2 separate regions of the Mus musculus genome follow, and region 2 is linked to region 1. Evidence: chromatin contacts called from public HiChIP or PLAC-seq data. All regions are on one chromosome and are shown on one strand. Each heading gives the region's core, a stretch centred on a gene start, on an enhancer-like site or on the middle of the called end of the contact. The rest is flanking DNA. Distances are from core to core; before and after follow the strand shown. Region 1 holds the start of R3hdm4 (R3H domain containing 4). Region 2 overlaps Sbno2 (strawberry notch 2).

The links. HiChIP or PLAC-seq counts read pairs in DNA pulled down with a chosen protein or histone mark.
Region 2: a FOXA1 HiChIP or PLAC-seq map of pancreatic cancer cells shows a contact between it and region 1. The contact joins the enhancer-like site here to the promoter of R3hdm4 in region 1. A contact is called at or near these places in 17 of 39 promoter capture datasets (the 3T3-L1 cell line, 3T3-L1-derived adipocytes, the C10 cell line and 11 more), 3 of 484 Hi-C or Micro-C datasets (the HL-1 cell line, granulocyte-monocyte progenitors and nephron progenitors), 10 of 115 datasets of contacts at active chromatin or transcription factors (the SCID.adh cell line, bone marrow-derived macrophages, double positive thymocytes and 5 more) and 3 of 9 other capture datasets (adipose tissue, liver and pancreatic islet).

What each region holds. Positions count from the first base shown.
Region 1 is chr10:79,914,606-79,918,703 of GRCm38.p6, reverse strand. R3hdm4 (R3H domain containing 4) reads left to right here and starts at 1,774. Exons shown (of 8, transcript NM_177994.5): 1 at 1,774-1,881. The coding sequence starts at 1,820. It overlaps Kiss1r (KISS1 receptor), which reads right to left and starts at 1,733. Exons shown (of 5, transcript NM_053244.5): 1 at 1-1,733. The coding sequence starts at 30.
Region 2 is chr10:80,068,909-80,073,038 of GRCm38.p6, reverse strand. Sbno2 (strawberry notch 2) reads left to right here. Exons shown (of 32, transcript NM_183426.2): 5 at 521-682; 6 at 2,988-3,071; 7 at 3,332-3,428; 8 at 3,603-3,757; 9 at 4,047-4,130. Among named protein-coding and RNA genes, the nearest start is that of Gpx4, 17 kb to the right of the region's middle. Within about 2 kb of position 1,673, at least 215 of the 459 cell types and tissues checked have an H3K27ac peak or open chromatin away from gene starts, as enhancers often do. A contact at or near this core is called in 3T3-L1-derived adipocytes, the HL-1 cell line, the SN4741 cell line and 8 more, where this site is marked.

The DNA.
Region 1 (4,098 bases), core at 525-3,024:
ATTGGGAGCCAATGTCGCCTCGGTGGCCATGCTTCCCCACCTCTGTCGCTCTCTTCCTCCAGGCAACCTTCAAGGATTGTGTCCTGGGACTGTGGGGACCAGAGGGAGGACCCCACTCCTCCTCGGGGCCAGGGCCGCTCTCCAGGGATACCTGCGTCCTGGCCTCTGTTGCTGGCGGCAGGGGCTGGAAAGAGGCTCCTCTGCTAGCTTCGCAGCGGCCACTTTTATACCCCCCGCCCCCTCCCTTGTCCCCGCCTTCGCGTCTCCCTGCGTAGTAGCCGCTTCAGAGCCTTGCGCTCCCTCTTTCCAGAGCTATGCCCGGATGACAGAAGGAGGGGATGGGCTAAAGGAGGGAGGGCTCTGGGCACCAAGCAAGGGAGGGTCTTGGCCTTCTATGGGGGTTAGCTTCAACCATGGGCTGCAGGCAGATTGGCCCAGGCCCGCCTTCTGAAGAAGCCCTGGCAGAGTTTGCCTCTCCAGGACACTGGGAGCCATGATGCACGTCAGGACAGGACAGCACCTTCAGATACATTTGGCTGACTCTGACTGATAGTTACAAGGTTCTATCCAGCAGTGAGTTCCTGTCCGGAGAGTAGGCTCTTTGGAAACTATCAGCAGGAACTACAAGGAACTGACCTCAGCCACACCCTCGCATCCCTGCTAAATGTATCTCAGAGGCTCCCTTGCTCCCAAAGAGGTTAGCCTTGTCAAGCCACCAGAATACTATGCAGCAGAGAAAAAGAGGCTGCCATTTTCTAGGTGAGACTCAGAGGGAGTGTATTTATGTCATCCACAGGCTCATCCTAGAGGGCGGGCTGGAAGCTGGGGAGAGGGCTGAGTAACTAAGAAGCAGTCCTGGCTGAGGGACCAGGAAGTTTACAGCCTGGGGACTCTGAGGGTGTCAGCGACTGTGTCCTGGGGCTGTGGGGAGCAAGATGCAGACTGAGGGCTCTGCAATGAACCCCTTCCCTCTCTTTCAGCCACAGAACAACTCTGGTGTGATGTCAGGAGTCCAAGTCCCCAGGTCCCCTTCCCCTGAGTCCCCTCTGCACCAGACTCATGAGCTCGGCCATCGCTTCACCTGTCTATACAAACCCTCAGAGTGGATGCTTTCTTTTGGGTCTTTTGTTTTAATTAATTAGTTGATTAATCAACCAAGTGTAATAGTTTTTCTAAAAGCACGTGGCTTTCCTGGAGCCCAGGCTGGCCTTGAACTTGCTGTTGGTTAATGATGACTTGAAAGCCTGATCCTACTGCTTCCGTCTAACCTATGCTAGGCCAGGAGTGCACCACACCTGCCACTCCACCCCAATTAGGTTTTGTGGCTGAGGCTGGGCTGGAACTCCACTGATCTTGCTGCCTCAGCCTCTAGCTCAGCTGTGCACCACGGCCAGTTTCCCCTTCGCTTGTTTTCACCAGACTAGCTCTCACAGACAGTGGTCTGGAGGTGTTGGGTCTGCGGGCGGGTCCTCCTTTTCGGCCTCAGTCCCCTGCACTGTTCTGTCACCCTGGGACTGTTCGCGGGGCTCGCATACCCCTCCCGCATCTGCGCCCCAAGGAGCCTTTCGCATCTCCGCAGTCGCCCCGGGGCTGGTGTGCCCCACCGTCTCCTCCCGGGTGGCTCAGACTTTGTCCTCAGCCAGCACGTCCTGGTGGGTGACACCGCCCCATGTCTACGGAGAGGGAAACCGAGGCAGAGCTTCTAGCCCAGCAACCGCGGCTGTTCCTAGACTGTCCCCGCCCCGGGCCGCTGCAGACTCCGCCCCGCGCGTCACTTCCTTCGCGGCCTCCGGCCGGGCTGCAACAGCGGCTGCAGGCCATGGTGGCTCTGGACAACTCAGAAGGCGGCCCGGAGGCTACCCCGAGCGGGGAGACCAGGCTGTGAGCAGGGCCGCGGGGCTGGACCTCTTTCCGGGGCCCCTTCCTCCTCCCCGGGCTGGGGTCTCCTATTCCTCCTCCCCAGGCTGTTGGGGTCTCTCCTCCTCCTCCTATTCCTCCTCCCCAGTCTGTTGGGGTCTCCTCCTCCTCCTCGTCAGGGCTAGGGTCTTTTCTTCCTCCTCTTCCTCCTCTTCCTCCTCCTCCTCCTCCTCCTCCTCCTCCTCCAGCTAGGGCAGCTAGGATCTCCTCCTCCCTAGGCTGGGGTCTCCTCCTCCTCCCCAGGTTGGGGTCTCCTCCACCTCCTCTTCCTCCCAGCTGGGGTCTCTTTCTCCCCCACTTTCCTCTCCTCCTTTTTCTCTCCTCTGCTCCCTCCTCCATGTTCTCCTCCCCAACCTTCCCCATGGATGCTCTGTCGCTCCTCCGCCTACACCCCTTTCTCTGGCTGCTCACCCGCAGATGCAGGAGCCTCCTGCTCTGGACTTCTGTTGAGAGGGCTCTCTGACCTGGCCGCAGGCAGTTACCCTGTTCATTCCCCTTCTACCCCGCTGGACGGGAGAGCAGCAGCCAGGGGTACTCCCACTCTCTGTGATCCCCGCTGGCAATGGTGACTCTGTGTCTCTGGGGGGTCAGTTCCCAGAGTGGTGGGATGTGGTGTAGCCCAAAGCTGTGATGTGCTGCTGGTTGTTTGTGGCTACTCAGGAATTCAGGTCTTGTGACCTGTGGCCCTGACAGTTACCTTTGCGGGCCAAGCGCTGCCTTGGCCCCTGGCCAGCATGCTGAGTTTCTTTGTGCCTTGGTTTCCCCCATCTGGATGTGGACAGTTGACTCTTTGTCAGACTCGGGGTGGGGTGGCAAAGCCCTTCCTTCCATGGTGTCCAGTATTCTAGGGTTCTATTTGGTTCTACCTTTGTTGGTTGTACTTTATTATTTTTTTTTAATATTTTATTTTATGTTTATGGGCATTTTGTCTGTACATATGTAGGTGTGTGTATGTATGTTTGTATGTATGTATGTGCACCACGTGTGTGCCTGGTACCTGCTGAGATCAGATGGATCCTGGAGTTACAGATGGTCCTGATCCACCATGTTCGTGCTGGGAACGAAACCCCAGTCCTTCTGCAAGAGCGGCCATTGCTGTAACTACTGAGCCTTTCTCCCTAACCTGTGTTTTGTTTTATTTATTTGACTCAGAGTCTCAGGTAGCCTAGGCTGGCCTCTGTCTCTGTATATCTGAGGGTGACCATGAGCTGATCCTCCTGCCTCAGCCTCCTGGGACCATGCCTAGAGTGTCCTTGTTGTGTCTCTAGTGTAACTAAGTTTACGTTTTGGTGACTTACTTCCCACAGGGCCTCACCCAGGTGTCCACCTACCTGCTGGGTGTCCAGGGCCTGAGTCACCTCTGTCCTGCTTCCTGATGGGGAAGTGGGTTCTCTGCCTTTCCGGGAGTGTTTGCCAAAGAAGGGTGTGTTTGTAGCTAAGGTGTGTCTTGGTGGGCCTATTACTCAACCAGCTGGAGGAGTTCCCCAGCCCCACGTCTGCTTTGTGTTGCCCCCCCCCCCAGGTGCTGGTCACACTCTGAGGTGTCGGACACCTCCTCTGGGTCCTCAACTTCACTTTCTGTAAAGTGGCCCGGTTATGGGGGAAGCAGGATTCATTCAACAAACTCCAGAAGTTTAGGTTATTCATTCAGCAAACCTCTTGGGTCCCCTTGCTGGAGCTGCCAGCTAGGCACGGGAAGTTCAGTGAGGAGGAGGAGAAGGGTAAACAGCTCAGGCCAGCTGGCTCCTGTTGGTGCAAGTGCTGATTGGATGGGCAATGCCAGCTTCTGGGAGGTGACATTCACAGGGAAACCCCGAATCAGGCAGAACTGAGAGAGGCGTTTGTATGGAGGTCTCTGACAAGTTTTAATTCAGGGAGCAATTCCGTTTCCTGGAGCTCTTGGGGGCCCCCAAGGAGGTGGAGACTCCCCAAAGCCTTTAGAAGTGAGCACAGATCGGGTGCTGCAGCACCAGGCCAAGGGTTATCAAGGGCTTGCCTACGGGAACCTGGGAGCCATGTGGGCGCTGACACAGGCGCCTCACCAGCCTGGTGGGCTTTGGTGTGAGCGGGCTCATATGTCCAAGCCGGGACCCAGGTGCACATCTGTCCAGAAGACTGCTCCAAGCCCCCTTTCCCTACTATGTCTGTCTGTCCTTCCTGTAGGGGCAGCTGTGGTTTGTT
Region 2 (4,130 bases), core at 424-2,923, 150 kb before region 1:
TGGCCTCCAGAGGTCCCTTATGCGTCAGGGTTGGGACATGGAGAATCCCAGCCTGCAGGTGCTCTCAGGGACTCAGGGTGGAGAAAGGACTCCTGTCTGTCTGGCGTGGTGGCTCACTCAGGAGGCTGGGGGAGAACTGCAGTGACTCTGAGGGCAGCCTGGGCTACAAAGTAAACAGCGTGGTTATTCAGGTTCATACATATTCCATAGTTCATTTAAACTGTACATTCCTGTGGTTTTAATGTTGTCGTCGTGGCCATCACCCCACCCTTCCCCAGCTCTGGGAATGCTGAGCCACTTGCTATGCCTGCGTTCTCTAGTCTGGACATTTTCTGTTATGGAGTCCCCGCTGTGTGGCCGGCCTTGCGTGTCTTGCCCTCACTGAGCGCCATGTCCTCATGGTCACTCCATGCTGTGGTGTCCTGTTCCTGGCTGTGTGATACTTGGAACACATGGTTGCTCGCCTGGACCCTGAGTGCACACACAGCTGGCCACTGTGTCACTGCTGCCTGTCTCCTAGGACCCCTCATGCCTCGAGGACCTCTCCAATGCCTCTGTCTTCTCTTCATCTGTGGATTCCCTGTCAGACATCCCAGACACACCTGACTTCCTGCAGGCTGACAGCCTCAACGAGGTGCCTACCATCTGGGATGTCAGCACCACCTCAACTACCCATGACAAGGTCAGCATTCAGGGCACCTCCAAGGGCACTCTGGTGACACAGGTGGACAGGTGGCAGAGCTTGTGATTGACAACAGTGTGTTCAGGCCTGGGTTATAAGGGGTCCTATACCCCAGGCTGGCGGGCCAGTCCCACAGCCCTAAAGGCCTCCACATACCCCATGTCCCCTCATGCCCCATACTGGGTCCCAGCTGTTGTATACCTGCTAGGAACACAGCGATTCCTAGAGAGAGTGGAAAGCAGTTTGAGTTTATTTTTGTTTGGTTTCATTTAGTTTCTGAGCCAGGATCTCACATAGCCCAGTCTGGTGTCAACTTTACTCTTTTAGCCAAGGTTGCCCTTGGGCTACCAATCCACCTATCTCAGTCCCTGAATCCTGGGGTGACAGGTGTGTGCCAGCATGTCTGACTCTAAAGGTAGCTTGGGTCACCAGTTCTCATCCCAGGCTCTCCACCCTCAGTGGACCTGATGGATGGTCTACTGTGACTGACCGCCACTTTGAGGCAAGCAGTGTCTCTCAGGGGACCCTAGCTTCTGGGGTCAACTTCTCTCTGTCCACCCACTCAGCAGGCAGGTGACTGTGGGACACAGAGGCTTCCGGGTGTGCAGGACTCTGACCTAGAGGGATCTTAGCCAGCAGTTATTTTTGCCCCCAGGGGACACTAACAGTGTCTGGGAGGTATGTATGGTTACTCTGTCGGGAGCTCCTGGCATGGACTAGGCCTTGCCAGGGTCTTCTAGATGGAAGCTTCTAGACTTTGAGAGTGTAAGTTAGGGAGGCTCCCAGGAGTCTTCAGGAAGGAAGCCTTGGTGCCATACAGCTCAGAGTTAAGGGCTGACAGTGCAGTTGGTGCAGAGCCAGCAGGACCGGCAGTCCCTGTGTGTCCCCCACCCCCTACTGTGTGGAGCTATGAGATCAAGGCCACAGGGTACTGCCTATCCTGCCCAGGGCCCCAGGCTGCCTGGACCAAGCGCCACAGCCATATCTGAAACCCAACACCCTGTGCTGCTCCAGCCCGGAACATGACTCAGCCTTCCAGGAACCTCCACAGTCTGTTTGGGTTTTTGTTAATTTAAGAAAGAAAAAAAAAAAAAAAAAAAAAAAAACAAGGCAGGAGGGTTGAGTGTGGACTTGTAACCTTCCCAAGCTTCCGCTGGCTTTCAACACCCCTGGCCCTGTGCCCAGCAGAGCAAGGGACATGTGACAGTGACTGTGCCTGAAGTGCCTCAGAGACTCCTGTCCCCCCTCAAGGATGCTGCATCTGAAGCAAGCCCTCCAGGTTAGGGCTGGAGGCTGAGCAGCTGTCCCTGTGCTGCCAATCAGAGGGACTGTGGCTCAGTGGGGAGAGTGCTCCCTGGCATGCACCAAGCCCTGCGCTCCGTCCTCAGCACCAGATGGCCCAGGTGTGGTGTTGTCCCCGTAATCCCAGCACTCAGAAGGTACAGGGAGTTCAGGGTCACCCTCGGCTCGTTAGGGTGTTTGAGAAGACCAGCCTGGGCTACATGACCCTGGTCTGAAAAAGACAAAACAAAACAAACAAACTAAGGGGTATGATGCCTTTACCGAGGACACAGGCTCTGTCCCCAGCTTCTACATGGTGAGCTCAGCCGTCTGTAACTCTAGTTTCGGGGGGTCTGGCACCTTCTTCGGGCCTCGGTAGGCACTACCTTCACACAGTGTGCTTTATATACATGTAAGGAAAGCACCCATATGTACAAAATAAATCTTTAAAATCTATCTGTATGTCTCTAGATTGAGGAGTTGAGAATCAGTGTGCAAAAGAGAGCCATGTACCCTGAGTGGCTTTAGACTCAGCCCGCAGGCCAGGCCACACCACTTGTCCAGACCTGGTCAGCACTGTGGTCCATCCATATCTCCTACAGAGGGACATTTGCAGTTTGGTCACAGTGTTGGGGACATTCTCACTCTGTTGCTCACAATAGAACCTTCACCCCGAGGAGGCCCTCAGCCCCCCCCCCCCCCACACACACACAGGTAGTAGGGCAGTTCCTTAGCACAGATTACTCCCAAGGACATTTGCCCAGCCCTCAGGGCCCAAGTCTGCATCCTGGGACTATCTGGCTGGCTTTTGTCCACTTTTCCCTGGACCAGGGGCTACCATCTTGGGGTCTCCCATGTGCCACAGAGACACAGACTGTTGTCAGCCCTCCCTACCATGGTCTGCCAGGTCCCAGGATGAGTCAGGCAAGGCTTTGGTCCCTGAGGCTGAGCAGTCCCCTGTCTAAGGACACAGACACTGCCATAGAAGGCCATGGCTCACACCCTGCCCTGCTGTCCCCTACAGCTGTTCATACCTAGTGGGCCATTCTCGGCTCCTGAAGACCCGGTGACTTCGCTCTCCAGCACTCCACTTCTCATCAGCTATCAGGTGATCTGAGTGGCTGCAGTGTTTCCTGGGGATCTAGAGATACTCCGAAGGCATCTCCAGTGTGCCATGCCCTGGGCAGCCTGGGTGCTGGGATGCCCTACCCGTTTTACAGTTGGGAAAACTGAGACCCCACCTTAGGGCTGAGGGCAGAGCCACGTCAGTGTGCTGGGGCCACTTTGTGCAGCATCCCTGCTGCCCTTGGGGAAGCTGGATCACTGCAATGTGGACCAGACCCCTGAACTGTCACCCACCCCCTATAGTCACACAGCCAGCCTGAGGAGGAAGAAGGGGAGGAAGAGGAGGAGACTGAGGAACTGGGCCATGCTGAGACCTATGCTGACTATGTACCATCTAAGTGTAAGTGTCTGGGCCAGGGATGGCACGGAGACACCACTAAGAAGACGGGTGGGTTCATCATCCACAGTGTGGGGCGTCAGGAGCAGGTTGTGTGTGCAGTGGATGAATGGCATCCTGCTGGCCACTCTTCCTTTGTCATGTGCCAAGTCTGCCTGCCCTCTGTCCCCTGTCCAGCCAAGATTGGAAAGCAACACCCAGACCGTGTGGTTGAGACCAGCACACTGTCCAGTGTTCCACCCCCGGACATCACCTACACCCTAGCGCTACCCACCTCAGACAACAGCACCCTGTCTGCCCTACAGCTGGAAGCCATCACCTATGCCTGCCAGGTAGCTGGCCTCCCCCCCCCCCCCCGCCCCAGCTCATAAGGAGGGTGCCAGGCCTCCCCGCCCCACCACCACCCCCGCCCCAGCTCATAAGGAGGGTGCCAGGCATCCCCGCCCCAACCCCCACCCCCACCCCCAGCTCATAAGGAGGGTGCCAGGCCTCCCCGCCCCGCCCCCCCCACCCCAGCTCATAAGGAGGGTGCCAGGCCTCCCCGCCCCGCCCCCCCCCCCAGCTCATAAGGAGGGTGCCAGGCACACAGGCCTGACCCACCTCTGTTCATGCTCACCACAGCAACACGAGGTCCTGCTGCCCAGTGGGCAGCGTGCTGGTTTTCTGATTGGGGATGGGGCCGGCGTGGGCAAGGGCCGCACAGTG